Linked DNA regions of Hordeum vulgare: region 2 is linked to region 1. Evidence: chromatin contacts called from public Hi-C data. All regions are on one chromosome and are shown on one strand. Each heading gives the region's core, a stretch centred on a gene start, on an enhancer-like site or on the middle of the called end of the contact. The rest is flanking DNA. Distances are from core to core; before and after follow the strand shown. Region 1 holds the start of LOC123449229 (glucan endo-1,3-beta-glucosidase 7-like). Region 2 holds the start of LOC123449233 (cytochrome P450 90B2).

Region 1 (4,653 bases), core at 1,467-3,966:
TTGTGGGGCCCTCGGGGCTCCGCCGCCTCCAACTCCAGCTCTATTTAGTCTCTTTCGCCCGGAAAAAAATCAGGGAGAAGAGTTCGTCGCGTTTTACGATACGGAGCCGCTGCCACCACCTGTTCTTCCTCTAGAGGGCAGATCTGGAGTCCGTTCTGGGCTCCGGAGAGGGGGAATCGACGCCTTCGTCATCACCAACCATCCTTCATAGCCAATTCCATGATGCTCTTCATCGTTCGTGAGTAATCTCATCATAGGCTTGCTGGACGGTGATGGGTTGGATGAGATCTATCATGTAATCGAGTTAGTTTTGATGGGGTTTGATCCCTAGTAGCCACTATGTTCTGAGATTGATGTTCCTACTACTTTGTTATGCTTAATGCTCGTCACTAGGGCCCGAGTGCCATGATTTCAGATCTGAACCTATTATGTTCTCATCAATATATGTGTGTTCTTGATCATATCTTGCAAGTTGTAGTCACCTACTATGTGTTATGACCCGGCAACCCCGGAGTGACAATAGCCGGAACCACTCCCGGAGATGGCCATAGTATGAGGAGTTCATGTATTCACTAAGTGATAATGCTTTGTTCCGGTTCTCTATTAAAAGGAGAACCTTAATATCCCTTAGTTTCCATTAGGACCCCGCTGCCACGGGAGGGATGGACAATAGATGCCATGCAAGTTCTTTTTCTTAAGCACGTATGACTATATACGGAATGCTTGCCTACATTACATCGATGAACTGGAGCTAGTTACAAATCATCCCATGTTATAACTGTCACATGATGGATGTCATCTGGCATAATTATCCATCACCGATCCAATGCCTACGAGCTTTTCCTACTCGTCCTTGCTACGTTACTTTGCCGCTACTGCTGTCACTGCTGCTACTGTTACCGCTACTGCTGTCACTGTTGCTACTGTTGCTATCACACTATTGTGCTACTGAAACTTTGTTGCAGATACTAAGTCTTTCAGGTGTGGTTGAATTGACAACTCAACTGCTAATACTCGAGAATATTCTTTGGCTTCCCTTGTGTCCAATCAACAAATTTGAGTTGAATACTCTACCCTCGAAAACTGTTGCGATCCCCTATACTTGTGGGTTATCAACTGGCACCCCTCATATACAACTCAAATATGGGGCGGATATAGGGGAGCCCGAGCACGCCCGCCTAGCCCGCACTGCCCGCATTGACCCCACATATATTCATCCTCATCCGTTCACCGAAGCAAACCCTAGCCACTTCACTGCACTCCCATATGCCATCCTAGCTCACCTCCGGCAATCTCCGGCCTTCTCCGACATGGAGGGAAGCGGATCTGACTCCGACCAGTCTGGATCATCGACTGGGGGTCGTCACCTACCGATTGGAGGAGGCAATGGTGGTTCGCATTGCACTTCGCCCGCTCCCGCGGTGACATGATCTGCCTACCGCGACTCCATAGCGTACGGTCAACGGGTGCTCAGTTCCTGTGAGCAGGATCATCGAGGTCCCGGCGGGCAGAAAATCTCTCCTTCCCCATCACCAGTCTGGCGAACTTCGAGTCCCACCGGAAACGGGTTGTTCGCTGTGGAAAGGAGAGGATAAGGGTCGCTGAGGCATATCTCACGGAGGAAATGGCAGAAGCGAAGGTGGCTGATGCGAGGTGCAGGCGGCTCTAGAGGAGGAAGCCATCCGCGCGCACATTTTGAGTAAAGGGCAACGGAGAAGCACACACGTCCTCGCCCACGAGCAGAATCGAGCGGTCCGTGAAATGGCCGGACTGCCATCGGAGGAGGTGGAGGAGGTGAGCGACGGTGAGGACAGCTTCGGTGACGAGCAGATCCGGCTCAATCTGTATTGCATCTTCGACCGGTACTTCGGCGAGAAGGACAGCAAGGGCTCCGGGAAAGGCAAGGACAGTCGTGGCTAATGTCCACCGTAGCCAAACATGCCAAATTTTGATAGTACGATGGCATGTTAGTAGTGATGGATTAATCGAACGATGTGTATAATGCATCGACGTAGTAGTTGCATGGTTTGTATGGATTTAAGATATTAGATTTGAGGCATCCGGTTATAGAATATATTATTTAAGGCGTGGCCGGTCAATGTCCGCCAACGCGCCCGGAGGCGCATTCGCAAGCGTTTGAGGGGCCGGATTTGCAAGTTGCGGATGTAGATGATCTAAGTGAGCTCTCACATAGCTTTTGAATCCGTAATATTGAAGGCACAACCTTGATGATAACCTCACCATACTGTATTGTATGGGCCTAGCATACCATTATATTGCAAAAAGTTTAGTTTTCCTCAAGACATCTTCATTAAACCAAACACCTCATCGCTCATGCCTCTATTCCCTCTTGCCTCAGTGGCTGGCCGCCTCGCATCATTCCTGACCACAACCACTCGTTGACAAACCGTAATCCATCCCCTAGATGAAGACAATGTTATCACGCACAACACGCATCACGAGGAATTTAACATCAGTGCTGAGACGCTCATCGACCAAGATTTGGGACGGCCAAATATTACTAGGATGTTCATAATATAATACCTACACACACGCCATGCAATCCAATCGACCAACCCTCTCCCAAGGAACATATAGGTGGCGGGCGCTTTTCAATTGCCATCATGCGTATGGAAAAAATCGCTTCCTTTCATTTCATCTTGACCTTGTCGAACGGGAGGATGATTGAGATAACAATCGTCTCACAATTAATTATCCCGATAACCACCCGTGTGGCCGGTCGCGCGCCACAGCGCCGTTGCGCAAATCCGGAGACACACACAATTGCTAGGAACCAAGGTTAACAATTCCTGCGCAAAATCCCGTGGCCAGAGTCAGCCTACCACATGACAAACGCGGCAAATCAGACGGTTCCAGCCGGGATGCGCCCCTAAATTCCGCGAGACGAAAGCGCCTCGCGGCGCCACCATGCCCATCGCCTCCGTTTTGCTCTCACCGTGCTGGCCCGAGCCACCACCCACCACCCACCAGAGAGAGAGCATTGCGAGCGAAGCCGCGCCCCCTCCCTGATCGTCACCGCTGCCTATATATCTGTCCTGGTACAGCAGGTGCGCCCGCCGCTACGCACAACACAAAGGCAGCAGAAACGAGCGAGGCGACGGCGACCGGCTTCTGCTGTGTGTCGTCCATTCCATCCTTCTTCCCGCCTTCTTTCCGGAAACGACGACAGCCCAAGTAACGCCTCGCCTCGCCTCCTCCATCCATCCTTCCTCTTCCTCGTCTGCCTCGCATTTCCATAGTCGTCCAAGCGGCCAGCCACCGAATCGGGGGCGTTCATCAGGCGGTCGCAGCACAGCATGGCGGGCAGAAGGTGGCGGCTGGATGCTGCTATGATCTTGGGGCTCCTGCACGGCGCCTTCCTCTTCCAATTGGCAAGTAAGCTCCCAGTACCGTTCTGATATGTTTTTTTTTTAATATATAGCTTACCACATATGCCATGTGGTAGGTCGCAGATTCCATATATAGTTTCCCTGCTTCTCTTATGAGTTTTGTTACTTCTGACTTAACCTGTTCCATTCGGAAAAAAATATATATACTTCTGACTTCAGTTGTACGCGGATATATTGAGCGTATGCTTGCTCTTCTGATTGTGATGACAAAAAAGCGGAAATAAGATGGGATTGTGCCGTCCTGATCATACTACTGTATTTCCCAACGCCCAGATAGAGAAAGGAATCATTTTCGGATTTGCTGTCGAGTCTGACCGACCGTCGAGACGTTAACCGTACTAAACACTGTATTAGCGGAAGCTGATGTGCTCAAAGTAAGTAGAACATGAGTGGAAGTAGCTCCTAAGCAACCTCACATGCACGTTATGTTGGCAAGGTTGGCACGAGGTGACTTTGACCGCTGTCCTCACGCTTGAGGAGTCTCCGCGCCCAACCGGCTGGTCATGGAATCTAGCTAGTGGTACGAGTATCAACCAAACTATCAATGCGAAAAAGAAAAAAAGGCAATGCTTCTACAGAGGAAGGTCCAGCACCTAACAACTGTGCATGTGCATGTGCAGTTTCGAAGAGGCCAAGACTGTACAGTCAGTAGCTGCGTACGTACGTATATTTGCATGTTGCCCAACAATACAAAAGTCCGATACATATAGAATTACAGACATGCCCTGGCTCGTTCGCGTCCCAAGAATTTGATGCTTATCACCACTGCATACACGTACAAAAAAACTAGTTGCGACACCATTTTTGTAGTATCTGCTTGACATCAAACATGCGCTTGTTATGAAAACATCCACGGAAGTAACTTCGTTATGCGTTCTAACTCGCCGCGTGGACGTACGTGTTCAACGTTTGCAGCGTCGCAGTCGTTCATCGGGGTAAACTACGGGACGATCGCCGACAACCTCCCGCCAGCGGCGTCGACGGCGAGCCTGCTCACGTCGACGTCCATCGGCAAGCTCCGGCTCTACGAGCCGCAGCCGGACCTCGTCGCGGCGCTCGCTGGGTCCAACATCTCCATCCTCCTGGGCGTGCCCAACTCCGACGTCCCGAGCCTCGCCGCCTCCCCGGCAGCCGCGGCGTCGTGGGCCGCCGCGAACATCCCCACCACGGTGTCCGTCTCGGCCATCTCCGTCGGCAACGAGCTGCTCAACTCCGGGGACCCGACGCTGGGCCCGCAGCTCCT
Region 2 (5,221 bases), core at 1,752-4,251, 620 kb before region 1:
CAAGTTGCAATTGTATGCTGTTGAGCACGGGCCGTGTGTAGGGGAGAGAAAGAGTGTGCATGCATGCTGCATCTGGGAGCAATCAATAAATATCATTCGAGTGTGACCTCACAAGCAGTAAAAAGCGGGCAACATTTTATGCGCCCATGATCAGTGATGATCAGTACCTCCAAGGGCGGACAAAGTAGGATGCAGGGAAAAAGAAACAAGAGTTGATCGATCTAATCAAGGGTAACACGGGCGCCACGTCCATGTGCATGAATGTTTTTATAGCTATATGTTCACCGGTCCTAGTGCTATGCAGTATGTATCAACCATATATTCCTTTCGTTCCTAAATATAAGTCTTTTAAGAGATTTCATTAAGTGACTACATACGAAGCAAAATGAGTTAATCTACACTTTATATATGTCTATATACATTCGTATGTAGTTTTCTAGTAGAACCTCTAAAAAGACTTATATTTAAGAACGGAGGTAGTATGATTTTCTTGCCATGCATAATTAAATAGATTGACCGGCTGATTTAACCCTAGCCCCTAGCTGACAAGAAATAATCAGAACCATGCACCAACTGGCTTGACCTAGATATGACAAACACCTTTCAACCAACATTTGCAAAAGGAAACCTAGTATTTCACTGTTCTCCCAAGAGCTACTTTTACATACCTATAAAAGAAAAGAAAAGAAAAGAGTATCTTTCTTTTAGGTACCCACATATGTAGTGATGAGAAACTTATTTTGTGCAAACACCGGTGCAAATTCATTCTATATATAGATAGAAGGGTGGCCATCGAAGTGGGTTTAGCAGAAAGAAAATAAGCATGGATGGAATCGATCCAGTGGCCTCTGATTGGACCTGATGTAGCCGTACGTGTGCACCAATCCTTTGGACCATCCACTATTCGGAACCCACACCCCTACTAGCTGCTAGTAGTACATGCTGCCATGTTGTAGAGTAGTAATATTAATAATGCGTCCCTTCTTCTGATGGCTCTCTGCATATGCAGCATCGATGCATGGGCCATGTATACTACTACTACATGACTATGAATTTCAGTAACAATGTTAAAACATATGCTTCCTGTGAGAGGACAAGAAACTAGAAACCAAAGGCTACAAGACAAGAGAGATTTCATAATCTCCAACTTATTTTTCGGTACTGTTACTAGACGAGACACCCAAGCGTGCGCACAGAGAGAGGGACAGGTAGCCGGTACTCTAGTAGTACTAGCGGCGTGTTGACTGGTGAGTGTTGTTGTTGTTGTGTAGGAGTAGGAGTACTGACCTTGAGGGCCTTCCAGTAGGCCGTCCCGGGGAAGTTGAGGGGCGCGGACACCACCCCCTTCATGAAGGTGATGTACTCGAGCCTCAGCCGCTCCGTCTCCTCCTCGCCGGGGTCCATGCTCATGATGTTCTTCGCCATCAGGTTAAACGTGAACTGCACGCACCATCCATCCGTCGTTAGTTAGCTTAGCTACCACCCCACTGTGGCCGGGCGGGCGTACGATCTTGCTTGCTTGCTTGCATCGCATGGACCACGCCGCCACCACCACCGCCTCCTCAGCTGTGCCTGTGATGCGGCCGGGTGCACGGCAAGTAGCTAGCTAGTATATGCTGTGCATGGCGCGGTGTTAATCGGACAGTCGTTGGTGGCAGAGCGGAGAGATACCTTCTTGGCTTCGTGCTGGGCGGAGAAGACGGCGGAGGAGGAGGAAGGCAGCCAGTCGCGGAGGACGAGGAGGGTGTGGCGCTCCACCTCCGGGAGGAGCACGGCGCGGAGGCGGAGGGAGCTGAGGAAGTTGAGGGAGATGGAGCGCATCTCGCGGTGGGGGTCGCCCACGAGCACCAGCATGGACCATTTGCCCAGGATGCCGCCGATGCTCCGCGGGTAGCTGCACTCGAACAGCCGCCCCTCGTTCTGCAGGATGTACCGGTTCAGCCCCGCGTCCGCCGACACCACCGTCCGCTCCCCGAACAGGCTCGACCGGTATATCTTCCCGTACCTGCATCCATACCCATACCATACCATACCATCATACGACGTCAGCCCGAATGCTCCATCCATCGTCCGCCTGTTCGCGGTCGCATGCCTGTATGTATGTATGTATGTATGTATGCATATGTGTACACCAACCGTGCGATGTGCTGGTTCATGAACTGGCCGATGGAGGTGGCCGGGTGGGCGCGGAGGTACCCGAAGGTCTCGCCGACGAAAGGCCAGCCGGCGGCGCCGGGCGGCAGATTCGGCCGCTTCTTCTTCGTCCGGCCGCTCCACCGGTGGAGGCCATGGCATTTGGCCACGCTGCTGGTGTAGAAGGTGAGCAGGGCCAGGAGGATGAAGGGGAGGAAGAAAAGGAGCTCGCTGGTTATGGAGGCCATCATGGCGGCCATGAGCTACTGATCGATTGAGAACCCGCAGTTCCCTTCTCGATCACTCGCTCTCGCTGCGTTGGCGTGTGTATGTGTGAGCGATGATGGCCCTGGAGAGAGAGCGAGAGAGGGAGAGAGAAAATAAAACGGAGGCCGGATTAAAGAGTGGCTTTAAGCTCTAAAGAAAGATTTCTCTCTCTGCGAGCTTTGTGCAAAGAAAATCTTGCTGGGAAGGCGCCCACTTCGCCCTTCCCTCCTCTCTCTGTTGTGGTGCTCTTATATAAGTTTTTGAGGTGTGTGACAGGGAGGAGGAGGTGGTTGTGGGCATTCTTTTAGCCAGATTTTAATTTTTGGTGCGGCGCAGGGCGTGGGGACACTGCCACATCTTTCCTTTTTCCTCTCTATATATAATACTCTACTCCATTTCTCTCGGATTTGGAAATACAAATAATCATTACTCTCTCCGTCCGAACTCACAGGCCCTCGTACGCCGAATCAACCATGGAATTCGCGCAATGCGACCATTCCTTCCGGGTTTTTGAACGGTTACGTGGTGGCACTCGTGTGGCCAAGCCACGCTGCAGATGCTTCGGGTTTCACTTCAGTTGAAAAAGAAGAAAAATTACAAGGAAAATAGATCGTAGATGTGGTCCACACGGGGTCACATGTTTAACCGAGTTTAGTATATGGGCAAAGAGTTTTAATTAAGTCTCATGTTTCACACACCCACATGTTTTACTAACAACATGGGGTAATCATGCTCAAGGGTTGCATAGGTAATTAAATTTGTTTATTAAATGCTACCAGCCACGGTAATTTGTGACATCTAATTTGTTTTTGCAGGGTGCGCATATTATGTAGTATAGCTCTTATCAAAGCAATATGTTGTATGAGATGCAAAGTGATTGTAGTTCTATTTCATGGCATCCATGATGCAAAGTGATTGTAGTTCTATTTCATGGCATCCATGTTGTGAGCACGTCATGATGGTTGGAGTCATATGATTATTATTAACTTAATTGCCCTAGGGGTAAAGGTAATGCATTTATTTTTATTATCTATGGACATAACAATAGTTATAGTTGCACAAACACTAGTAGAAAACATGCCTTTCGTCCTGAGCATTAGTCCTGGTTGTGTTTCTGACCGGGACTAATGTGATCATTTGTCCCGGTTCCAACGGCTAGGGAGCGTCTCGAGGCACGGCTAGGATTAGTCCCCGTTCAATTGTGACCTTTAGTCCCGGTTGTATTACAAACCGAGACTAAAGGGGTGATGGCATGCTGGTGGTAGGCTGGGGGTCAGCGAACCCATTTCGTCCCGGTTGGTATTACCAACCGGTACTAGAGGTGTACCTTTAGTCCCGGTTTGTATCCACAACCGAGACTAAAGATGTCCCTATATAAACCCCTTCGTCCAGCCCAAGCTCATCCTCTCTGTTTTCCCCATAGCTCGAGCTCTCATCCTCCATTTTTGTCAACATTTGTCAAGATTTGAGGCACCCCATCTATCCAAGGGTTGTAAAAGGTTAGCAACTTCATGCTTTCACCTCTCATTGCTAGTTTAGCTTGTTTCATGATCTATAGGTATAGTGAGTTGTGGTTTTTAGTGTGGGAGTAATTATGTGAGAGTTTATTTGAATAATATGCAATTATGGGTGAAATGATGATACCATGCCAAATTTCAACCTTTTAAGAGGTCATTTGTAGTGATTTTCTATTTGAGGATCATTTAGCTAAAAAAAATCATTAAATGCATGAAAAATAGCAAATGAAGTGAGAAATGGTTGAAAATTGATGACGTGGCTTCGAATGGTGCATATTGTACGCTGAAAAAGTCTGGAGTTGAAATAAGCTTATAAATGAAATGCCTTTGTAACTAATGAGTATTCGTCCGAAACCGTGATACTTCGAAAAAGATTGACAAGTTTGTACACAAAGTGCATTCACTTTTTGCCGTAACCCTCTCAACTTTTTTAGCACATGCTATGTGGGTGAAATGATGATAACATGCCAAATTTCAACCTTTTTAGAGGTCATTTATAGTGCTTTTCAATTTGAGGGTCATTTAGCTCAAAAAAGTCATTAAATGCATGAAAAATAGCAAATGAAGTCAAAGAGGGTTGAAAATTGATGATGTGGCTTTGCATATTGAATGTACAAAAAGTCCAAAGTTAAAATGAGCTTAAAAAATGAAATTCCTTTGTAACACATGAGTATTCATCCGAAACCTTGATATTTCAAAAGAGATTATCCAATTTGTACATGAAGTGCATCGAGTTTTTGCTGTAACCCTCTCAACATTTTAACACATGCTATGTGGGTGAAATGATGACACCATGCCAAATTTCAACCTTTTCAGAGTTCATTTGTAGTGCTTTTCAATTTCAGGGTCATTTAGCTCAAAAGCTTTTATAAAACTATAGTTATGATCAAAATAATATTAAATTTAAAATATATAAATTATATACAAATAAAATTCAAATATCCTAAAAATGTCTAAAAATGCTATTTTTGAATATGTTTAAATGAAAAATAAAATTGAAATATCCTAAAAAGTTTTAAAATTAAAAATAGGAAAAATACCTTTAGTCCGAGTTGATGGCTTCGAATTCACACACCATATGATTTGAAGAAGGTAAAAAAATTAGGATGTGATTTGAAGAAGGTCAAAAAAGTAAGAAAAGTGAGTATGTATAAAAATTAGGATGTAATTTGAAGAAGGTCAAAAAATTCTGGTGATTTCCATGTCCCAAAAATTACATCCCCCGAGTGGGTGAAATGACTTAGCTACAAACTAGATTTCTCCTAAGTTTGGAGAATCACACTCGAGGGCTTAGCTATGATCCA

The links. Hi-C and Micro-C count contacts between places; a contact is called where the count stands out from the background.
Region 2: a Hi-C map of leaf shows a contact between it and region 1, with 4 times the contacts expected there. The contact joins the promoter of LOC123449233 here to the promoter of LOC123449229 in region 1. A contact is called at or near these places in 3 of 6 Hi-C or Micro-C datasets (leaf and seedling).

What each region holds. Positions count from the first base shown.
Region 1 is chr4H:516,738,885-516,743,537 of MorexV3_pseudomolecules_assembly, reverse strand. It overlaps LOC123449229 (glucan endo-1,3-beta-glucosidase 7-like), which reads left to right and starts at 2,716. Exons shown (of 3, transcript XM_045126369.1): 1 at 2,716-3,396; 2 at 4,326-4,653. The coding sequence starts at 3,318.
Region 2 is chr4H:517,357,525-517,362,745 of MorexV3_pseudomolecules_assembly, reverse strand. LOC123449233 (cytochrome P450 90B2) reads right to left here and starts at 3,001. Exons shown (of 8, transcript XM_045126374.1): 1 at 2,137-3,001; 2 at 1,672-2,005; 3 at 1,288-1,440. The coding sequence starts at 2,393.